Regions from separate parts of the Anser cygnoides genome. Here region 1 is linked to region 2. The links are chromatin contacts, called in public Hi-C maps. All regions are on one chromosome and are shown on one strand. Each heading gives the region's core, a stretch centred on a gene start, on an enhancer-like site or on the middle of the called end of the contact. The rest is flanking DNA. Distances are from core to core; before and after follow the strand shown.

Region 1 (4,059 bases), core at 175-2,674, 190 kb after region 2:
ATTTATCCTAGCTATTCTGAATAAAGCAAAGGCCACGCTATTTCAGAACAAAAATAACAAGAATTTCCTAAAAATAGCAATTACCTTTAATACACTGTTTTTTACATTTTATGGCAGCTAAAGAAGCTGAAGAGTGAACATCCATACACTAATGTAAAACTAGCTCTCTTCACATACATGATTTACCCTGACAATGGGCAACAACTGAAGTTTGCTTGGCAAACACCTATGGCAATTCAAGACGCTACTTCACATCTGTTACTCCTCTGCCCTAAACGACTGCCTACTCACCTTTATCCTTACCTAGAGAAGCTGAGAACACAAGCCCGGACTTGACCCGTTTCAACGCAAAGTCCAACAGCTTAGCTTGAATGGGTAATGAGCTTAAACTAAAACGCCTGATTTTGTGCAAGGCTGGCTAAAACTGGGCACATTTCATTCCACCAGCTCTACTGCAGGGAGAGTAACATCAGGCAGAGGGGACAGCTGGACTGCTGAAGGTTTTGGAAGCCATGAGAAGCATGCTGAAATTTAAGTTATCCTTCTAGCGTTTTATGCGCAAAGGTCTCACAGGTGGTTCTGCTTATGTGACACGTTTTGAGGGAACTGTGAATGTTATGAGGGTAAGGCCACAACACAAAGAGAAACATGTGGGGACAGAAGATGAATAGGCACCTTCCAAAATGAATTACGGGATGAGATTCTTTATCTTCCCATTAATAAAATCTGCAGATATCATCAAAACAAGATGTCAGTGACTCCCAGGCATGGCTCCTGGTTTTATTACGCCGTTTTTCCAGATCTGTAATATCTCCCATGTAACGAGCCAGTTAACACACAGTACTGACAGGCTCGCTCTGCGTTCAACTCACGCGTTTATTTTGTAAACAGCGGGCTTTACAAACCATAACAAAGCAGCATAACTCCTGTAAAGCTCAGCCCCCACGCACAGCATTTTTCCCCCCAGCGCTACTGGGAAGAGCGCACAAACCAAACGAACCTAGAAAGACACAGGACATTAAAGCTCGCCAGGCTGCTTCCCTCCCGGAGCCCGGCACCGGGAACCGCACCGGGGCCAGCCGCAGCCCCGCAGCCCCGTCCCGCTCGGGGTGAAGCCCTGCGGCCTGCCCGGCCTCCAGCCACGGCGGGCCCGGGGCGCCCCCGTTCAGCCCGCAGGGAGCCTCCCCTCCACCCCCTGGGGGCTTTTACCCCCCGGAGGGGCACGACGCGGGCCCGGGGCCGGCTCCCCCCGCTCCCCCGGGGCCGCTGGAGGCGCTGCGGGCCGCCCGTCCCCCCCCGCCCCGGCCCCGCCATTACCTACGGCCCCTTAGCAACGGCCGCGCCCGGCGTGCGCGCCCCCGCGCCCGCCCCGCCGCCCGGCGTGCGCGCCGCCGCCGCCACCACCGCGCCTCCCCACCCCCCCCCCCCCCCAACCGGGCCGGAGGGGGCCTCGCCGGCGAGCGGCCGCCGCGCTGCCGGGGTGGGGTTTTCCCGCCGCGAGCAGGCGTTCGCGCGGGGCAGCCCTGCCGGCGGAAGGCCCCCGGCGTGCGGGGCCGGGCGTTGCCATGGTGACGGGGGAAGCGCGGCGCGGCCTGCTGCGGCCTTGGGCGCAGGGGGCAAGGGGCAGGCCCGGCCCCATGGCGGCCGCGGTGGTGGTGGTGGGATCCTGCGTCACAGACCTCGTCAGGTCAGTACCCGCCGCCTGCTCGCCGCTTCGCCGGGGGAGCCGGGGGGGGGGGGGTCCCGGCCTCGTTACTGCGGGGCCGGGGGGCTCCGAGGCGGGCAGGAGGCGGGCAGGAGGCAGGCAGGCGGCAGGCCGCGTCCCGCAGCGATCTGCCTGGGAGACCTCCGGCTCTGCCGCTCCCCGTCTGCACGCGAGTCTGAAAGGGTTTGCGAAGGTAACCGGAGGTGGTCGGCTGGGGCACCTCGGTTCAAAGCACTTGGGTCCGCCAGAAAAGCGAGGAAGAAGGCTTAATGTCGGAAAGAAACTCCAGCCCGTGAAGAAAAAAAAAAAAAAAAGTAGGTTAGAAGTTGATTATTTACAGACTTCATTTCATGGGACAGTGAGAGAGAGAGAAAGAGAAAGCCTGCCGAGCTGTTTGCAGCCATTCAGATCAAGAAACGGAAATAAGCCCTCAGGAAACCAAGCACCTCTGCTTTTTAAACTGATTTATTTATTTATTTATTTATTTTAAGGAACGTCTTCGTTCCACTTGATTCATCTTCTGGGCATTTTGCTTTCAGGAGGAGGTACTTGGGCCTCATTGTCATTTTTTGGTGCGTACGTAGGGTTTAGAAACTTTTTAAAAAATAAAACAAAGTTTTGGTCCGAGCAGCCTGGGTTTTATAATGAATACTAAATATCGAAAGAATTCAAACAAAACTGCAAGAGTTGGCAACAGCGCAAATGCTAACCTAAACGGCCCGACCTTGTCAGCCCCTGTAAACTTGCAAACCAGTCCTTTATTTGCACTATATTAAACACATCTGGTTTTAAACTATGTACGCAGACTTGGTTAACATAGGATTTAAAAGTATATGTGTCTGGACTGCATCAGCTTGCTCTGCTGGGAATTCTGCAGTAAAAAAAAAAAAATGCAATTCCTCAATGTGAATCAGCAGACAATCAAAGCCTGTGGGTCAAGAAAGTGTAGAAGGCGTGATTAGAAGGTTATGCTGGGGAGTAAGTGCAATGTAGTCATAGACGTGCACTGTAAAAACACTTTAAAAATCGTAGAACCTTTGTCAGAAAGATTTAATGCTTTATGTAATCTGCAGCACGCACTGGCAGTTTTCCAAGTGGAATAGTTGTGTTGTAAGTCAGAGTAAGATATTGGAGAACCGATCTTGACGTTAAGTGTGTGTGAGCGATCAGATACTTGTGACGTTACGTTGAAAAACAAGGCATGATGCTTTAATCTCAAGAAATTCCTTTTCCTATCTCTCTAAAATGTGGAAAGAAAAAAAAACTTCAAAAATTGCCTACCGCTTTAAGCACTACTGACAACCATGGGCCTGGGTTTTTTCTTAACAGTTAAACAAAACAAAACAAACAACGCCAACAAATAGAAAGCTCCCATGTTTTTTTTTTAGCTTCAGGTTTGCTGTGATGGAAATGCAGGCACTTATCTGAAGGCTCATTAGCTGGCCCTACTGTAACTAGAGATTAAACCGTGGGTTGTAGCCATAGATGCTGTAACACTGAGATTAAGTGGTTGAAAAAAAAGCTCTTTCGCTCTTCAGTCAGCTGAGAGTTTCTTAAACTGAACAAATGCTATCACAAGAATGTATCTGACTCACCAGTATTAGCCTCTACTTAAGGAGCAGCGAAGGGCTTTTTATTAGTGATAAGCTAATTTGATTCAACTGGAAAAGAACGGCCAGCCTCGTTCTCTGTTACGAGCACAGGATTTCAGGCACTTCATAAACTCGGGAAAAGAATGGGTTTAAATTTAGCTGGCAAGTGTTCAGTCAGACTGAAATCTCCATTTAATACCTGTGTAGACAGAGTTTGGATGTATCCAGCGTTTCAGAAATCTTGGTAAAATGACCTGAAAGCGTTAAGCTGTGGGCAGGGATGCCTCTAAGTGGGGAGCAAAGGAGTGAAACAGGGAATGATAAGCAAGCTTTATTAAAAAAACAGCCAGATTAGGACTGATTCCAGAAGGGTTTTTCTTTACTGTTTTTATGCCTGCAGTGTAGGGAGGCTGCATATTCTAGGTTTAAAGCTAGGGTTCGTTTCAGTGGGGACAAAAGAGCGACGGATTTTCATGAGTTTGTTATTTATGTTGAGGTTTTAGCTAGGAGAAGATGTGGAGAGCGAGGCGAGCGTGCTAACTGCCCGTCTGTCATCCGCTGGAAGAGACTGAGTAAACCTCAGTAGGAGGGAGAGTGGTGTGAAGGAGGTCAGGCACATTTCTGGACACGTTGCGTTCGACGGGCTTATTCACCGCTCAGGACTGAAGCCTGTTTTTCCTAGAAGATAAGCGCGTTGCCAGAGGTTAAATGCTATGTTATAACTCGAGCTGGTGGGGTGCGACGCTGGCTCTCCAGAACTTC
Region 2 (4,160 bases), core at 715-3,214:
TCGCTGAGCCGGCGTCCCGCGCAGAGCCCCGGCGCAGGCAGGAACCCTGGAAACTGGGCTCTGGCGCCCGCACGCGAGCTGCCTGGAGAGGACGCGCACCACCAGAAAATAAGAGGGAAAAGAAAAAAAAAATAAGTTAAAAAACCCAGCAAACAGCCATCAGCCCCTTCGGCCAGCTCGGGGCTGGCTGCCCACAGCCTCTCCCAGCCTCCTGGAGAGGGTGCCGGCCTCCGGTGCCCGGGCTGAGCGGGCGGAGGGGAGGGCGAGCCAAGGGCTTCCAGCTTTTTCGGCTTCCCCCCGCTCGCCCAGCTCGTCCCGGAGCCGGCAGGGAAGCGCTGAGGGCTCCTGCCGCCAGCTGCTCTCCCTGGAAGCCTCCATCCTCGGCGCAGCCCGCAGAGGGCACCCACGAGATGCGCTGGGAGGCGGCTGGGAACCGCGGCGAGTCATTTCTGGTAAAACTTCTTTCACGCGAGGAATGTCACGGGCTGGTACGGTTGGCAAACTTTAGTACCGGACTTTTTTTTTTTTTTTTTTCCTCCTTTTTTTTTTTTTTTTTAAACGATCCTATGACTTGCGGATGCGGAGACGGGGACTGGCAGCGCTGCTCGCACACCGCCTAACACCATCGGGAGAAACGGGGCGGGGGGAGCGCAACTCCCCGAAAAAAGCCCCGGAGTGGGGATAGGGCGGCTGGTGTAAACAAGTTATGAAATGGGCTGCGTTTGTATAACCGGCCCGCTTGTGTAACGCCTGCCACGGAGGTGCCGGCTTGAGGCGCGCGAGCCGCTTTTGGGGCGTTTTCGGCGCAACACCCGAAAAAGCGGGTGGGAAAGGAGAGGGGGGGGGGAGGCAAAGCAGAGCGGAGCCGCGCCTGGCAGCCCCGCTCCGGCTGGGGCACAGCGCAGCTCCCGGCCGAAATTTGGGGCGGCGAGGGCGAGAGCCGGCCCCGCGCCTCCCGTCGGGGACCCCCCCCCGACCCCCAGCCCCGGCCCTACCTGCTGGGCTGCGCCGCCGGAGTAGGTCTCGGGGTGTCCCGGGGAGCCGCTGCTGCCTCTGGAGGAGGTGTCGAAGTTGCCGGGGTAGTCCTGGTACATGGTCCGAGGTCGGGCCGGGGGGAGCCGCGTCCCCGCCTTCCCGCACCGCCAGCCGCCGCTCCCTCCGCCGTCTCCCCGCCCCCTGGCCGCGGCCGCCGAGGGGTTTGGTGTGGCTGGGTGCGAGTGTGTGTGTGTGTGTGTGCCCCTTACGGGGAACGGGGCTGGAAAAGGCTTTCTTGGGGCGGGAGAGGAAAAAAAAGGGGAAAAAGGGGGGAAGGGAAAAAAAAAAGGAAAAAGGGGGAAAAGGGGGAAAAAAGGCGGAAAAGAGAGAAGAAGGAAAGGGGGGAAGGAAAAGGAAAAAAAAGAGAAAGAAGGAGGAAAATAAAAAAGGAAAAGAGAAATAAAAAGAATAAAAAATAAGAGAAAAAAGAGATAAAAGGGAAAAAAAAGGAAAGAGGAAAAAAGGAAAAAAAAAAGGTAAAAGGGAGAGAAAAAATAGAAAAACGAAAGAAGATAAAAAATGAAAAGAAAAAGGGGGAATAAACGAGGGAAAGAAGGAGAAAACAGGCAAAGCCCCAAAATCAAGCGATCGGCGGAGCGACTCCCCGGAGCGGCGCGGGGAGGCTGCGGCGGCAGGGGAGCGCCGAGCGGGGCGCGCCGCCGGGCTGGGCCGTGCCGGTGCTGCCGGAGCGGTGCTGTCCGTGCCGAGCCGAGCCGAGCCGAGCCGAGCCGTGCCCCCTATGTCCCGCTCCCTGCGCGCCGCCCGGCCACTGCCGCCCCTCCGGCGGCGCGGCGCGGCCCCGGGCGGAGCGGGCGGAGCGAGCTGCCCGCCCCCGGCCGCCCCTTTATAACCGCGGCCCGGCCGCGCTGCGCCGCTCTGCGCCGCGCTGCGGGGCGGCGGCACGGCCCCGCTGCCCGCTCCGGCCCCTATTATCCGGCCCCGCCGCGCCGCCGCCGCCGCCGCCGCACCATGTGCACCGCGCACGTCAAACCCGCGGCGCTGCCGCCCCGCCCCGCCCGCGCGGAGCCTCCCACCGCGCCCCGCTGCCCGGGGGGGGGGGGGGGCGGCCCCCAGCCCCGCGCCCCGCCCCGGCCCCGCGCCCCGCCGCGGCGCCCGCACCCGGGCGACCCGCTCCCGCCCCCCCCCCCCCGCGGTGCCGCGGGGTGGCGGCGGCGGCGGCTTGAGGAGGGGTTTCGCGCCCCCCGCCCCCCCCCGCGCTGCCCGCGCCGCTTGGTACGCGCCGCTGTCGCACGTTGCCAAAAATGGGCATTTGCGTCGCGCTACGCCAGCGCGGGGTTCCGTGCCGCGGGTGACGCGCTGCGAGAGGGATTCCCTGCTCCGCGCCGCCCGGATTTAAAGGGGCAGCGCCCGCGGGGGGGGGGGGGGGGGCCGCCGCCGGGAGCGGGAGGGGGGGGGCGGGGGTCGGGGGCTGGCGGGGGTTGTCCCGGGGGGGTCCTGGGACCCCGAAACCCGAGTGCTGCCGAAACGGCCCGCCCCACGCGGAGCCTGCTGCTCCCACGCCGTGCCTAGGGGGGCGGGGCACGGCCGCCTGGCACTGCCAGGCGTGGGGGCATCTGGGGACATTTGGGGACATTTGGGGACATTGGGGGCATTTGGAGGCATTTGGGGTGTTTGGGACATGTGGGGCATTTGAGGGCATTTGGGGGTGTTTGGGGCATTGGGGACGTTTGGAGGCACTTGGGGTGTTTGGGACATTTGGGGCCATTTGGCGGCATTTGGGACATTTGGGGACATTTGGGGACGTTTGGGAGCATTGGGGGCCATTTGGGGCCATTTGGGGGCATTTGGGACATTTGGGGGTATTTCAGGACATTTGGGACATTTGGAGCCACTTGGGGACATTTGGGACATTTGGGGGCATCTGGGACATTTGGGGACATTCGTGGGGCATTTGGAATATTTGGGGACATGTGAGGCACTTTGGGGGCATTTTGGACAATTGGGGACATTTGGGGCTATTTCAGGACATTTGGGGCCACTTGGGGACATTTCGGGGCATTTGGGGGTATTTGGGACATTTGGGACGTTTGGGGGCGTTTGGGGGACTTTGGGAGACTTTGGGGACATTTAGGGGCATTTGGGACATTTGGAGGCACTTGGGGTGTTTGGGAGATTTGGGGGCATTTGGAGCCATTTGGGACATTTGGGGCCATTTGGGGGCATCTGAGACATTTGGGGACATCTGGGGGCATTTGGTACATTTGGGGACATCTAGGGCCATTTGGGGCCATTTAGGGCCCTTTGGGGCCATTTGAGGGCATTTGGGTGCATTTGGGGGCATTTGGGACATTTGGGGGTATTTGGGACATTTGGAGGCACTTGGGGCATTTCGGACATTTGGGGACATTTAGGGGCATTTGGGGGCATTTAAGGACGAGGGCTGGGAAGGTGAGCCCTCCAGGCCAGGAGCACAGGACCGAGTGCCCCGCAACACGCAGCCCGCGGAGCCCCCTCTCCCTCGCCTCTCCCCCGTAACGCCTGCCCCGGGGCTCCCGGCGCCCCGACACGCGCGTGTCCAACCCCGCGCAGCCCCAGCCGCGTTGCGCAACGCGCGCCCTGCTCCCGGAGCAAGAGGCAACACGCACGCCGGCCCCGTCCGTTCTTGCCTGAGCCGTAGACGAATCGAGACCAGCCCAGGTGCCAGGGCAGGCGAGGATGGTTGCGAGGCAAACGAGGCTTTGGCTCCTTGGATTTCAGCAGCAATTAGGAGGCTGAAACCCGGACCTGGGAACGCTCTCCGCGGTGTTTTTCCAGGAGCAGGGGATAAGGGCGCCCCCGAGCCCGGCGTTAGGGGGTCACCGTCGGCCACCCCCCGCCGCCTGCCCGAGGGGCAGGAGCAGACGTGAGGCTGGAAGGGAAGCTCGCGTCTCCCCCCAGCCTGGCCTTCGTTAAAAGCGCTGTAATTACGTAAGCGGCCGTGATACTTCCCAAGACCTTCCTCCTCCTGGAGGGCCAGCGTACGTGTTTCCAGGGCTCTTCGGCGCTTCCTGACAACTGCGCTTTCGTCCGCACGAGAAGTTTGCTTTCGTGCCGTCTGCCCAAGTGCTAAGAGCAAGTGTTTTGATGTTAACTTCTGGGAACGAGCTCTCCAGCTACCACCTCAC

Evidence for each region. A called contact is a pair of places that touch in the nucleus more often than the background predicts.
Region 1: a Hi-C map of liver shows a contact between it and region 2, with 7 times the contacts expected there. The contact joins the promoter of BABAM2 here to the promoter of FOSL2 in region 2. A contact is called at or near these places in 3 of 7 Hi-C or Micro-C datasets (granulosa cells and liver).

What each region holds. Positions count from the first base shown.
Region 1 is chr3:30,921,084-30,925,142 of Taihu_goose_T2T_genome, forward strand. BABAM2 (BRISC and BRCA1 A complex member 2) reads right to left here and starts at 1,425. Exons shown (of 15, transcript XM_066993820.1): 1 at 1,318-1,425. RBKS (ribokinase) reads left to right here and starts at 1,428. Exons shown (of 8, transcript XM_048079470.2): 1 at 1,428-1,687. The coding sequence starts at 1,566.
Region 2 is chr3:30,729,179-30,733,338 of Taihu_goose_T2T_genome, forward strand. It overlaps FOSL2 (FOS like 2, AP-1 transcription factor subunit), which reads right to left and starts at 1,965. Exons shown (of 4, transcript XM_048079461.2): 1 at 996-1,965. The coding sequence starts at 1,094.